Linked DNA regions of Mus musculus: all the other regions are linked to region 3. The links are chromatin contacts, called in public promoter capture Hi-C maps. All regions are on one chromosome and are shown on one strand. Each heading gives the region's core, a stretch centred on a gene start, on an enhancer-like site or on the middle of the called end of the contact. The rest is flanking DNA. Distances are from core to core; before and after follow the strand shown.

Region 1 (4,420 bases), core at 958-3,457, 550 kb before region 3:
CCTAAATTCCTATGTCATCGAGATCAGGTCAGAGTTCTCTTCTCTCTTTCCTTGATACCTGAGGGTCATCTAGTGACTCTTTCATTTTTCTGTACTCTCTCTCCATGGAAATGTTTTGAGAATCAGTCTGATAGGGGAGACTGCAAGCGTAATACAGGTGTGAGCAATATAGACTCAGGCTTAGTATCCCTCACCAAAATTCTTAGAACTTAAAGCATTTGGATTTCTACTTTTTTTCCTTGAATGTTTCCATGTATATTTTGAGATAGCTTAGAAATGGAGCCCAAGTCTAAACATGAAATTTGTCTCCATCTCATGAATACCCTATACGCGTAAGCTGAAGGTAATTTTACACAACATTTTGGGAATGCCTGCATTTCCATCTGTTACCTGTCACACGAGGTTGGTTGTGGAATTTTCTACTTGTGTCATTGTGTTGAAAACTTTCAGGTATTAGCCCATTTTAGGCAGAAAATTTCTGGCAAGGTGTCTTCAATCTGCAATACCCTTAGACTATTAGTGTAGAATTCAGCTGAACTTGAACTTGGACCTGATGACATCACTATCCAGTTCTACCCATACTGCGTTTGAGAATTGTTAGAGCCAAACAGAAAGTGTAGAGATTCCGTACCATGAAACTACCAGGACGGGTATCACTTTATGGTGGTAAGTGGTCTAGCCCCCAACCTGGAGACACAAAGGGTCAAAAGTTTCTCAGCTGCTAAAACCCAGGTTGGATCACTGTGCTTGGTCCCCAACACGGTCCATCTCAACTCCCTAGGGTCTGAATATGCAAATCATGGCTCAGCAGGTGCCAAGCAAGGATTAAGAAGCTACAATGGAAGAAGCAACTAGGCAATGTTAACTCTGCTGGTCCCTGAGCAAACTAGTGATTTGTGGGTAGCATTCATTATTTGTGGGTAGCATTCCTGATGTGGCCCTACTGTACCCAGCTCAAGAGGCACACACAGTGTGAGACAGGAACAAAGCTCTGGTGGTCCATCTATGTCTCTGGCCTTTAGAGCATATGGGTTAAAGGAGGGAATGTGGGGGGAAAGTTTTTTGTCTATGGCCCCATACCCTGAACAAAGATGTTCTCTGGACTGCAGAGTTCAGTGAGCATTAGAAGTCTGCACTCTTCCCTGGCTAGGCCACACTAGAGTGGCTCCAGAGTGGACCAGCTGCAAAGTGATCAGGCTTCTTACTATTCTGATTCTGTTCTGTCATCATTTAAAATTTATGTTGTTTGTTTCAACTTGAGACATAAACATAGAAGACTGTATGTATTGATGGGGTGCAATGTGATGCTTTTCTGTAATTATTTAGAAAACTTAATTTATAGATTACATACACTGCTTGAATTTGGCTACCTATATCCATCCCCTCAAACACTTATTTTTAAAACCTTGAACATCCTCTTCTCCCCCCTAGATTTTATATATAGTTATTTTCTAGCCACTGTAAACCAGCAAAATGTTTCTGAGATGGAATCCTTACCCAATGCCTACACACACACCGCTCCTCTTACTGAAGCCCATGCATGTCCTTGTTTGTTGCTTTCTAGAGGTGGCAATGACATACACATTGAGGCCAATTAAATATCCGAAGGTGACTCAGTCCATAGAGACAGGTCAGATTCATCTGGATCTCAGCTTCTAAATCCTACCTGTTTCCAAGACACCATGTAAGTATAAATGCCAACGAGGCAGAAAGGGCCCAGTGGCTATCAGCACTCAGGGGAAGAACCTGTCACCCCTCTGGGAGGAGAAAAGAAACAAAGAGTCAGCCCTATCTCTCCTTCCCACTCCACAACAGGCTACCTGGTGCAGGCAGGTGTGGTCACAGCAGCTAATCAATTATTTAGAAAACTGACATTTTTGGGTATGTGTACGCATGTGTTCACTTAGAACACGTTAAAATATCCTAGTTGCTTTTTAATATTTGTAGAGTGCAGTTAGACTCAGGGACTTTGGCATGAGTAACCTCAGACTCATGTGCCAATCAAATGGATCCTTGAACTTCTCAAGTGCTTAAAGTGTACACACTTTAACTTGAGAAATTACCAGGTTTGTCTAAAGAAAAAAAAATTCAAACATAAAACACGAAGCTCATTTGAAGGGAAAAATTCTCCAGTGGAGTGAACCCAGCCTGTCATAGAAAAGTTAAACCAGGCATAAAGGGAAATGTCAGCTGTGTGGGAGAACCAGCTGTCTCTCTTGCTCGTTTTTATAAAAAAATATTTTTATAAGCTAGATCAGATTATGGGAGAATATATGAATGTCTGAGCCTGGGCATCAGGAGGGACCTTACTCCCTCAAGGGCTGCTCAGCTCTCTCTGGGAGTACTCAGGATTTTTTTTTAAGAACTCTAAATAAAGTAGTCTAGAGTGACACATTTATAAGCAGTGAAGAATTACTCAAATAAGAGACACCGTCAGCTGTTTATTTTAAAAGCTTTTTGCTAAAGGAGGAGGGGGAAAATAAAATCTCTTTTCTTCATGTTCTTCCAACAGGGTGGCAAGTGTATTCCTTGCAGGCCTCTAATCTTCCTTAACAGCCTGTCTTAGAACCCGAGGGTGATTTCTGCCTGCACCCCCGTTCTCCATCTCTAGCTGAATTATCTGTCCACCTTCTAAAAAGAAGAAAAGGCAAATGAGTCTCCGGGCTCGTGAGACTGTGTTGGAAACGCAAGATGCAGTGTTTGGAGGGTACAAAAGGGATTGTAATGGAATTCCAGAAGTGGTACCCAACCAGAAAACAAAGTGTGAGAGGGATGGAAGGATGCAGGAGGAAGGAAAGAGATACAGAACAACAGAGAGAGTATTCGTTAGTTTTCTTGTTGCTTTGAGAAAAATATCTGACCAAGTTAGAGAATGACAGGGTTCCTTTGGGTTCCTACTGTGAGTGTGCACTCTACCAGGGTGGGGGAAGGCACATCAACATGAATGTGAGGCAGCTGGTCACACTGCATTTGCAATGAGGAAGTGGTGTGAAATTAATGCTGGTCCTCACCTAACTTTCCTCCTACTTCATCTCTGCCCCCAACCCACTGGGTCTTCTCTCCTTGGTTAAAAGATGTGTTTCCAAGGTGACTCCAAGTCCAGTAAAGTTGACATTCAAGTCTGACCATCACAGGAGCGTGCTTTAGGGTTGATCATGAGTTTTCATATAGCCATGTGTCTTGGTCACCATTTGGTACTGGCCCAGCCCCCATTAATCTCTTTGCTACTTAGTAATAACAAACTGGCAGAGCCGCTCCACCATGTCTCCCTGCTCTTTCCTGTTGGGTCTGAGCTCTGTCTCTAGTGTTTACTCACTTTGCAGAATAGCCCTGGATCCCATCTAAGATATGGGTTGTTTGAGAGCATATTCAGGACCAGGATGACAGGATGATACCAGGTTCATTTTGACACTTCCTAATGCTTGCTTCAGAATACGTGAACAATGGAAAGGCTCATGAAATGTCCTATCCTAGTTACACACTACTCCAAGCATTGTGTACGTGTTAGTTCAAATCCCCAGAACACCCCCAATAAGGATTCTATAGTGGCCCACATTTTAGAGATGAGTTATCTGAAGTCCAGGAGTTGAATGTTGTCCAAGGTTATCTAGCTTGGGTAGAGGGGAACTGAGAATTAAACTCAGGTGTCAGGAAGCATTACATACAACCATGACACTAATTTCCTCTGAAAACTCAACCACTACTTACTTTTCTAATTGAACAATTAAGTCAGAACTTTTACTATATTTCAGAGTCAAAATATAAGATGCTGCTGTCTTTTGTTTTTGCTGTTGCTGTTGTTTTTGTAGTTGTTGCTGTGTTGCTGTTTCTGTTGTAATTGCTGCTGCTGTTGCTGTTATTATTATTGCTGTTGTTCTGTTGTTCTTGCTGAAGCTGTTGGTGGTGTGGCTGTTGTTGCCGTTACTGTTGCAGTTGTTGTTGTTGCTATTGCTGTTGCTGCTGCTGCTGCTGTTATTGTAGTTGTTGTTGCTGCTGTTATTTTTCTGGATGCTGTGGCATGTCATCCTCCCCTGTCCACCTAAAGTGCACAACATCAGCATTTCATGTCACTCAGACATGCAGTCCGAATAGTCCAGGAAAGAGGAGAGTTCTAATTCCTTTGCTTGGCAGATTTACAAGGTCATTATTTAGGGAAAATGGGTGATAGTGTACCCTTCCAATCATAGCGCTGGCATGAAACCACTCATGACGCTGACAATGATAACCACATTATAAGGACACAGTGATTACTGTAAATGTAAGAGCTGGTGTCTCCAGCCCTACTTTCCCATGAAGCCTGTTCCTCACACTAGGGCTTCAAGTCCAGAGATCACCAGCTCAGCACCACACAATCTTGGAGTATAGGAAATGCTCTGTGCACTCTCCTCTGCTTAATCTATATAAAGAATTCATTTGCAAG
Region 2 (4,843 bases), core at 1,755-4,254, 580 kb after region 3:
AGATTCCCATAGCCTTTGCTCTATGGGAGGACTTGCTATTTCTATCTAGTGTTCTCCCTCCCTCCCTCCCTCCCTCCCTCCCTCCCTCCCTCCCTCCTTCCCCACTGTCTCTTTCATCTCTCTGTCATCTATCTGTTTAAACAATGACTGCTACATCCTAATGGAGCAGTTAGAAAAAAAACCAAAGGTAGAGATGGGCATACCTCAAATAAGGGCAAGCACAAGTCCAATTTGTAACATTCCAATGAGGACAGATGCCATCGATAAAATAAACAAACCATTAAACAACAAACAAACCATTAGGATGAGAACAGAAGTGTCTACACATTCATAATTTCTTAATTTCAGATCCTTGATGATAATGAGTCCACTGACAGACATTAGTTGGTGTAAGCGGTAAACAGGTGCCAACACAGAGACAAAATCAACTGCTGAGACTCAGGCTGCAGGCAGAGCCTGCCAGGGCTGGAGGAAATGGGCCACCGCATCATCTTGCCAGATGCGGTTGCTGCCTTCCTCGGAGGCTTCTGCTTAGCAGCCTGGGGGTGGGGTGGGGGTGGAAGCTGGCTCTCTCTGGCTCTCCTTGCTCAGGGGTTCTGGCTCAGCTGTGGGGGCAGATCTCTGGTGGTCTCAACATAAGTGCCCCAGAGACTTCCCTGGCAGGCCTTACTTAGAGACATCCAATCCTGTCCTTTCCCTCCTTTCGAGAGAGGTACGCCAGGGATGGAAGAAAGCCTGGGGAGGGGTGGGGTCTTGCCTAGTCTCTAGCAAATGCTAATTAACCATCAGCAGCCTCCAGGCCTTTCTGATTACCTGGGTGAGCAGGAGTGAAGAATGCCCAGGTGAGGTGCAGCTGACAGCCCCTGGGAATGGGAGCTGAGCTGTTAGGTGGATTCTCCATCACCCAGCCACACTCAGGCACTGGCGACAGGCACCTGTGTCTAGGCAATCAAAACATCTGTCTACCCGCAGCCTCACTCCAGGTCTGTATTTACCATGATTACAACATCAGACTGCCTTACAACATCAGACTGCCTAGTTTTCATGTGTATAGCCCTCCTGGGGCCAGGGGCTCTCAGCAAATGTGCAGTCAGGTAAAGGAAAGTCTATTTGTCCTGCTCTGCGGGTGGCTAAGTCCCTTGACCTCTGCCGTGAGTCTTACTGAGTCACTGCCTCTGAGACATGCAGACCAACGTGTAAATGGCAGGACAGAGGGTGGAATTCTTCAGTTTAGTGTAACACATGGAATTAGATGTTTCCTTTCAAATGAGAAGAATAAGGTGTCTCTTGGGATTATGGTGCCTTCTTTAATAATAATAATAATAATAATAATAATAATAATAATAATAATAATATAACCCACATCTGTCTACAGCTACTGTTCCAGAGGATACAATACCCTCTTCTTGCCTCTATGGGCACTGTATGCATAAAGTGCACAGACACACATGCAGACAAGCACTCAAACACATAAAAAATAAAAATAAATAAAGTCTCTCAAAAATACTTTTTAAAAAAAAATCCCCCATGTCTGTCTAGTCTACAGAAGCCTAGAGATTCATGTCAAGGCCACCAAACATTGTCTGGATTTATCCCTTTCCTCATGATCTCCAACCAGGCAAGTTCTATTGTGAGAGGTTTTTGTGACATAGGTAAGTGTCTCGGGGTGGCAGGTCTGCTTCCTTGAGTCCTGAAAGCGCGCTCAATGGCCCAGGAACCATGGTTAGATGTCAGCTCTATTCATTCAGTCATGGTCAAGATCACGACTGACCTCAGGTGGACTGTGGCCTCATCTGATTCTCCAAGCTAGTTTCATGATGCTGCCTGTGATGTTTCAGGGCTTCTTCCAGTGGAACTGTGGGGTCATAAGAGGAGGGAAATATCTAATAAACTCACCTATCCCTTTGTGACAAGGGAGACCCACTGGGGGGATGTGTGTTTTTGATGACTAGGCTGGTTCTTGAAAAATTAAAACTTGTATCCATAACTACTGAGTCCAGAGTTCATGCTCTGCACATTTATTCTGAGCTAGCATTCTCTCTCTCTCTCTCTCTCTCTCTCTCTCTCTGTGTGTGTGTGTGTGTGTGTGTGTGTGTGTGTGTGTGTGTGTGTGATCTGAAGAATGAATGGGGCTGGTGAGATGGCTCATCAGTTAAAGGCACTGGTTGTTCTTCCAGAGGTCCTGAGTTCCATTCCCAGCAACCATGTGGTGGCTCACAACCATATACAAAGGGATCTGATGCCCTCTTCTGGCATGTAGATGAACATACAGACAGAGAAAGCCTACCTTAAAAAATACATTAAAAGAAGAAGAAGAAGAGGAGGCAGAAGGAAGAAGAGGAGGAGGAACACAATCTCAGGAACGTCCAGAAAGATAAAACTGGCTCAAGGTCATCGTACACCAGGACAGTAGACGGATGGACCCTTTAATCTATTGACTTTAGGCCAACCCTGTTGCTATTCAGCCTGTGGCTTACTTTGACTATCCTCCTCGCACCCACCAAAATACACATACACACACACACACACACACACACACACACACACACACCTCTCATCTCCTTTGTACATCTTCTCATAACCTCTCTTCTAGCACAGAAGGCTCCAAGCCACACACTGAGAATAAGTACCCACCACCCATCAGCAGAAAGAAACTCTCAGCTGCCTGTCCACCCAGTCGGGATTGCTGGCATTGTGGCCCGGGAAAACTGTCTGCTTCGGAGATGGGAATCTGGAGATGAGGAATAATAATAAATTGAGAGTGGAACAGGACTGAGCAGTGCACACACCTCCCCATCTGCTCTGGTACAGGCTGCTGGATTTGCCTTAGATTAGGTCTCTGTTTCTGATCTGACAACAGATGCCAGAGCCATAAATAACTGTGTGTTTTTCCCTTGAACTTTCGCTGCCATCTCCTGATGCCTGGTGTCACATTGCATTCTGGGGAGAGGTGCAGTGGAGCATGCCACCATCTCCTTGGCCTCACTCCGTCCCTCTTCCCGAGTGTGCCACCCCCATCATGTCCAAGAGCAAGCTGTTGGCTGTGGTGAGGGTTCCTGTGGAGTGCACTGACTGGGGACTGGGAGCCTTGGCCTCTCTCCCCAGTCATCCCGCTTGACCCCAGCTTCTTAGAGGGAGTCTGAAGTTGTTGATTTGTCTGCACAGGCAGGGAGCGCCTGTGTGAGGTCACAGGCAAGGCAGATCTCTGACCAGGCATTGAGGAGGGCAAAGGAGCTGAAATGAAGGTTCTTCAAGCTGGCAGCCTAGTCCTGGAACCAACCCCCCCCCCAGGCAATAGATGGCCACACTTGGCATTGAGGCTTTTCCCAAGAAATGACAGTAATATATAAGGAAGTGTCTCCTCCAGCTCAGCAGGGTGTCAGTAAGCAATTAGCTCCTATCCTAATGGTGCCTCTTCCCAGCCCTGCCTCCCTCTCTGACTTTTTCTAACTGCATTAGGCTCACTTAGAAACTCAGAGTTACCCTTGGTACAGACCAGAGTGGGACATTCTCATTCTATGATGAAGAAACGCTAAAGCCGAGCTTTCTCATCTTGTCTTAGTGATGGTGAAAAATGGAGAGCAAGATAACAGGTCCAGATGTTGGCCAAAGTTCAGCATCCAGGACCCACTCCACTTCCCGAGCTGACTCCGTGCTTTGAGTCTCCCCCTCCCCCCTCTATCCTCCTTCTCCTCTCTTTGCACCCCCTTCTCTCTCTCTTTTTGCTCAATGTCATGCCTCCCTTACTTTTCCAATTCCCCTATCACTCCCATCTCCTTCTTCTTCTTCATCAGACCACCTGCCGTCCCTACAGGTGCTGTCCTGAAACTCCCTCTCCCTCCCTCCTCCACCCCCTCTACGTCCTCCCTCCCTCTCTTCTCAGTGTTTGGGCACTTGCCTCTGCTTCTTCCTTTTCTTTCTGTGGATTTCCTGAGCCTTCAAAGGGCTCACCCTGGCGTCTTCCTCCTTGCTTTCTTCTCGGACTTTCTCTTTATGGTTCTGGATCTTCTGCTGCCTCACTCATTTCTACCTCCCCATACTTTTTACTTTCCTCTTGTCCTGTTTCATGGCCCTCTCCCTTCCCTGGCTTTCTCCATTCTGTCTCTCTTCTGCTGATTGTATCTGCTCCTTATGCATCCCTACAGCCAAGTAAGTATCCCTTGCTCCGGTGGATGCCCAGCTCTCGCCTTCTTCCAGAGGAGTGGTGCTTTCTTGCCTTTAGCATCTTAGTTTCTCCCTTGTTCCTCGTCCAGCACTGCCCATCTGCGCAGAGGGTTGGCACCTACTGTCTCTGCAGCGAGCTGGATGTGAGCTACTCACTTGAGGGAAGGTATGACTGAGTCCAAGGTACAGTAAACTAGTGGAGAGCCAGAAGGAGTAATGCAAGGGAAAGCAATGAGGAAGTATTCCTGTGGAAGACTCAAGGAGAGGAGACTAAAATGGAACTCAGTCAAGTCTTCAGGTCTGAAGAGGCAGCAAAAGGCGCTGGAGAGAACGAAGTGCGCGCAGGTATTTTTCATCTTTCTCACGAAGTGTAAAACAAAGAACAAAAGGTTAAGCTGGAGCCTTGGAGAAGGATCTGACCAGGAAATTTAAGAGCATCTGGACGCCCGAACCCAGGAGGCCTTGGAGCTACTCTAAGACAGTTTTGGAAACAGGTTCACTTATACCAATGGCATGATTTGTTTTAGTGTTGTCCTTCCTTGTGACGGATAATGAAGCCCCTCTCCCCTCTTAGCTCAGACTTCTTACTTTCCCCTCACCACAGCAACATTCCGACTCTGCACTTGCAACTGCAGATGCCTCATTAGCCCCTGTAAATAGCAATGTAGCCAAGCTATGT
Region 3 (4,236 bases), core at 1,071-3,570:
TTTCCTTAGGAGTCTGCTGCAATCCTGTTATTTTCAAAAAACGTTTCTGGGTTGCTGGCATATTTTCACCTTATGTTAAAAATACAGCTCTCCTTTGCTTATTATTCATGCATCATGATGTGAAATGTATTCCTTCACTTAACACATATTTATTGAGGCACAGTGCAGCATCGTGGTTAGTTGTGAAGGCTCTGCCTCTCTGTCTGCAATTAGAAATTGTGATTTTTTTTAAAAGGCTGGTGCTTAATTTTTCTAACCATGCTATATTTAAAAAAATGGGGAAAATAAATAGTATCAATTTTGAAGGTAGTTTCAGAGACTAAAGAAGATTGTGCACAAGAATTTCTTGATAAGAACTCAAGGTCACAATAGTCCTTTGTTAACTATAAACTTGATATCAGCTCAAGGTCTTTATAGTAGCAGTACTATAAAGAATAGTGAATATTGTTGAGTGTCCGGCTCTGTACTGTTGTGGCTGACATATAGGATCTGACTTTGCAGTCCGTCCTGTCCTGTTGTCAGAATAAACAGTCTCTGAGTTTTTCATTCTGATTTTGGTAGAAATCTGCTTTGTATCACGTCTAATCTAGGTAGTTTCACTTCTGGCTTTTGCAGACTGGGCATTATCCTGGCGGTCACATGGTGTTGGTTTTCTGCCTCGTATACTGTGATTTGCCTACTGGAGCTTTCTCCACTTCTGGAGGACTGCTTGCAGTTCGTGCATTGGGGCCTGTAATTACAGAGCAGAAGATCCAGGGATGTGGAGACAGGGCAGTTTCGAAAATTAGTTTATGCATAATGGATAATATGAGGCTGCTTTAATGTGTAACTCATTTGATGGGTTGGCCGATCTTAACTTCCTTTTGATATTTATTTATTTATTTTTAATTTATTTGCAACATGAGGACAGAGGGCTTGGTACAGCTCTTCTAGACTATAGTTCAGATTCAGCAATTTACATTCAGTAATCTCTTGGTCATTTAGCCACATATAATTTGTCATGGTTTGTTTTAGCTGTTGTGATATTGATATTTATTATGCAAATTGTATTTCCTACATCTTATTGTTCTGCATTCTATGAATACTTAAATTATTATAAACCTTTACACTTAATACGGCTCGTCCTTCAATTTGATGCTTGAGCAACAGAGGGTCAGAGCACACACGGTCTTCTAGAGGGAAAGAAAATAAGTAATTAAAAGGCAGACAAACAAGAGAGCCGGCTGCCTTGTTGAAAAGAAATCAAAGATAATTTCGGGGAGGGAGGAAGTGTGTCCAGAGATGCATGCAAGTCCCGTCAGCGGGAGAACCTCTCTGAGACACAACTAAAGTGAGGACCTGTTGGTCTCTAGATGCCTTAGAAAGGACTGGAAGCATAGGAGAGAAGGGAATTGAACCGAGCCCTGGAAGAGGAACTCGACTGACTCTATCACTGCCTCGGTTCCCTACATTCCCTTCCCCACGACCCTGACCGGTAGATTTTTTTTTTTTTTGCTTTTGTGTGCGTGTAATCTTAAATATTCCATATTACTTATATGCTATAATCTACTAAACATGGGAAGGACACTTCCAACAAGCTGGGAAGCCTGAGCACACCCACCTTGATTTACCTTTCCCCAGAATCTACAGCCAAACATCCACTTGAAAATCCCAGAACCCCGACTCCACAGCTTCAGTCTTCCAACTATCCCCTAGTCTGCCGCTAGGCTGTTGAGCGGGCTCTCCTGCTCCGCCGGACGTGCAAAGCACGCATGCACTTCTCTCAGATTGTTTTGTCAATCCGGGGACCTGCATTCGCACTCTCCACTCCCGGGTTTCCCAAAGATCTTATTCCTTCGTGCAAGGTGAGGGAAAGGAAATTTTGTAACGTATGACTTCGATAGGCCGATGCCCACGCAGTGCCCCGGCCCAGGAATCTCGCGGTCAGACTCTCCGACCAGGAGTCCGCCGCGGCGAGTGGCGTAAAGGTTCCTAGTAAAGGTGCACGAAAGCGAGAGACCCGCCTCCTGAAGCCGCAACCCCCTCCCCAGCCACCGAGCCGGACGCGGGCCAGTACAGGTTCTCCTCCTTCGGGGAAGCGAGGCCGAATTTTAACGTAAACATATTTGCATAGGCCCCGCCCCTCGGCCCCGCCCCTAGGTGGCGCGGGCGCGCGGCCGAACGCTAGCGCCAGGGGGCGGGGTGGGGGAGGGGGCTAGTTCTCGGAGAGCCGGGTTGGGCTCGAGGTGCCACGATTGGTCGCTCCTGACTCCGCCTCCAGCGCATCTCATTAGCATCTCATTAGCTGTCCGCTCGGGCTCGGGAGGCAGCCACCGCCGCCAGTCTGAGGCAGGTGCCCGACATGGCGAGTGCTGTGCTGCCGAGCGGATCCCAGTGTGCGGCGGCAGCGGCTGTGGCGGCGGCGGCGGCGCCTCCAGGGCTCCGGCTCCGGCTCCTGCTGTTGCTCCTTTCGGCCGCGGCACTGATCCCCACAGGTAGGTTGTGGGCACCCGCGGATTGGTCCCGAAAACCCCCCCGGGCACCCCCAGGAGCCGTAGCTATGGAAGGGGGGACGTTTCCATGACAACCTTCCCCCACTTCCTAAATCCAAAGCGGCGGGAGCGTGGCAAGGAAAGTCGGGGCTGCGATGGAAGGGGCCGAGGGGTCGGCGCCCCTTCTCTCCTATCCGCCGGCTGCGGATGGGCGCCCTCAGGGATGGCTGCACCCACACCTCTTCTTCCTGGCGTAGCGCGGGGTGCTGAGTGGAGTGGGCTCGGGGCCGGGGGCTAGCGCGTGGGGGGAAGGGGAGCCCTCGGAGGCGCCCCGAACCTTCCGGACCCTCCGAAACTCGCTCTCGTCCCTGGAACTTGCAGGTCCTCCTGTGTCCCTGGGCTAAGCTTTCGCCCCCTCCGTTCCAGCTCGCCCCCCCGATCGATTCTCCATTCCCCGAAGCTTTCTCCTTCGCGGGTCCCCAGGACATCCCCACCGTCGTGTCCTCTTCCCGGCTTGCCCGCGCTCTGCAGCCAGGTCCCCCGCCCGAGAGCTCTGCACGCCTCTCGTGTTTCCCTCCAGCCGAACGCTGCCCCTCGGCCCCCTCCGCTAGGCTGCGGGTCGGCTTGGCTGGAATCCAGGCAGGGAAAGTTCCCGGCTCGGGGGCGGCCGCTCGTCGCCGCCGCTGCAGGAGGGCTCTTGGAGCCCGCAGGTTGTCCGCGCCACCGAGGCCTCTGCCGCGAGTGGGGATCCGGGATTTCCCGGCTGCGCGTCCTTCGGGCAAGCGGCCCGCAGGTGGTGGCGGGGGCGTTCGCGGCCTCTGCGGCCCGGCGTGCGCCCTGCGGGCCTCGGGGCGCTCCCCGCGTGGCCGGCCGTCTTGAGAATCTGCCCGGGTGGCGGCGGCTCGGCGAGCGCCGCGCCTTCCCTGAAGACGCCGAGCGCTTGGCAGGAGCCCCGCGTGTGGCTGCCCCGGTGCGGGGCGCGTTGGCGCGGTCGCGAAAGAAGAGGGCAGTGTTTGCATTTGCTAACAAAAGGGAGCCGGAGCTCTTCCCCACCGGAGAGGCCGGCCGCGCTGCGACCGCCTTCCCGCCACCTCGCCGCTCTTGCCCGCCGCACGGTGTCCCCGTGCTGCTGTACCGCCTGCCGCTGCCTCCTGGCGACCGGCGGGACCGAGCTGCACCGGGCGGTGGCGAGAGGGCTTCTGCGCGAGGGGATGCGCTAGGGCTCTGTGCCTGCAAAACCCCTCGCAGCTCCGAGCTGCAGGACCTGGGAGCAACAAGTGGTGGAGGATGCTGCGAGCTCATCCCCCACCTGCGGAGCCCCCAGCCCGGGAGGATGCAGCGCTGGGCCAGCCAGCCTGCGGTTCCGGGGGCGCCTTTCTGCTTGGGTTGTGTCTTTTGTTTACACGCTAGAGGACACATAGTTATGTAAACACCGCAGGAGACGTGCTGTTGGGGGGTGGGTGGGGGTGCTTGGGAGTGCTAGCTTCGGATTTTAGGGGATGCCAGGTTGGTTGATTTGACACCCCCACCCCCATTATAAAATAGGCTTGCGGAGGAACTCGGCTTGAAGAACCAATTGAGGTTCTAAGGGTGGGATCCTGGCAGCACCTTCCATTCCAGCTTGAGAATTTTGTCTTCCATGCTACGTTCTGTCTCCGGATGTTTATATGTTTTTCTTCTGTGAATTCTTAATTTATGAGTTACAAGATAATTAGGTTTAACCGAAGCCGGTGTGGTTACAACTTAATTTCTGGTGATGCCACTG

Evidence for each region. Promoter capture Hi-C pulls out the DNA fragments that hold promoters and counts their contacts.
Region 1: a contact with region 3 is called in a promoter capture Hi-C map of hippocampal neurons, with 6 times the contacts expected there. The contact joins the enhancer-like site here to the promoter of Cadm1 in region 3. A contact is called at or near these places in 2 of 39 promoter capture datasets (hippocampal neurons and neural stem cells), 1 of 484 Hi-C or Micro-C datasets (cortical neurons) and 5 of 115 datasets of contacts at active chromatin or transcription factors (VIP interneurons, embryonic forebrain, embryonic hindbrain and 2 more).
Region 2: a contact with region 3 is called in a promoter capture Hi-C map of hippocampal neurons, with 4 times the contacts expected there. The contact joins the enhancer-like site here to the promoter of Cadm1 in region 3. A contact is called at or near these places in 1 of 39 promoter capture datasets (hippocampal neurons), 1 of 484 Hi-C or Micro-C datasets (the N1E-115 cell line) and 6 of 115 datasets of contacts at active chromatin or transcription factors (embryonic forebrain, embryonic hindbrain, embryonic midbrain and 3 more).

Annotation. Positions count from the first base shown.
Region 1 is chr9:46,981,459-46,985,878 of GRCm38.p6, forward strand. No RefSeq gene overlaps it. Among named protein-coding and RNA genes, the nearest start is that of Gm4791, 15 kb to the right of the region's middle. Within about 2 kb of position 2,208, at least 3 of the 459 cell types and tissues checked have an H3K27ac peak or open chromatin away from gene starts, as enhancers often do. A contact at or near this core is called in hippocampal neurons, where this site is marked.
Region 2 is chr9:48,108,692-48,113,534 of GRCm38.p6, forward strand. No RefSeq gene overlaps it. Among named protein-coding and RNA genes, the nearest start is that of Gm40518, 48 kb to the right of the region's middle. Within about 2 kb of position 3,005, at least 8 of the 459 cell types and tissues checked have an H3K27ac peak or open chromatin away from gene starts, as enhancers often do. A contact at or near this core is called in the N1E-115 cell line and hippocampal neurons, where this site is marked.
Region 3 is chr9:47,528,032-47,532,267 of GRCm38.p6, forward strand. It overlaps Cadm1 (cell adhesion molecule 1), which reads left to right and starts at 2,321. Exons shown (of 11, transcript NM_207675.2): 1 at 2,321-2,474. The coding sequence starts at 2,342.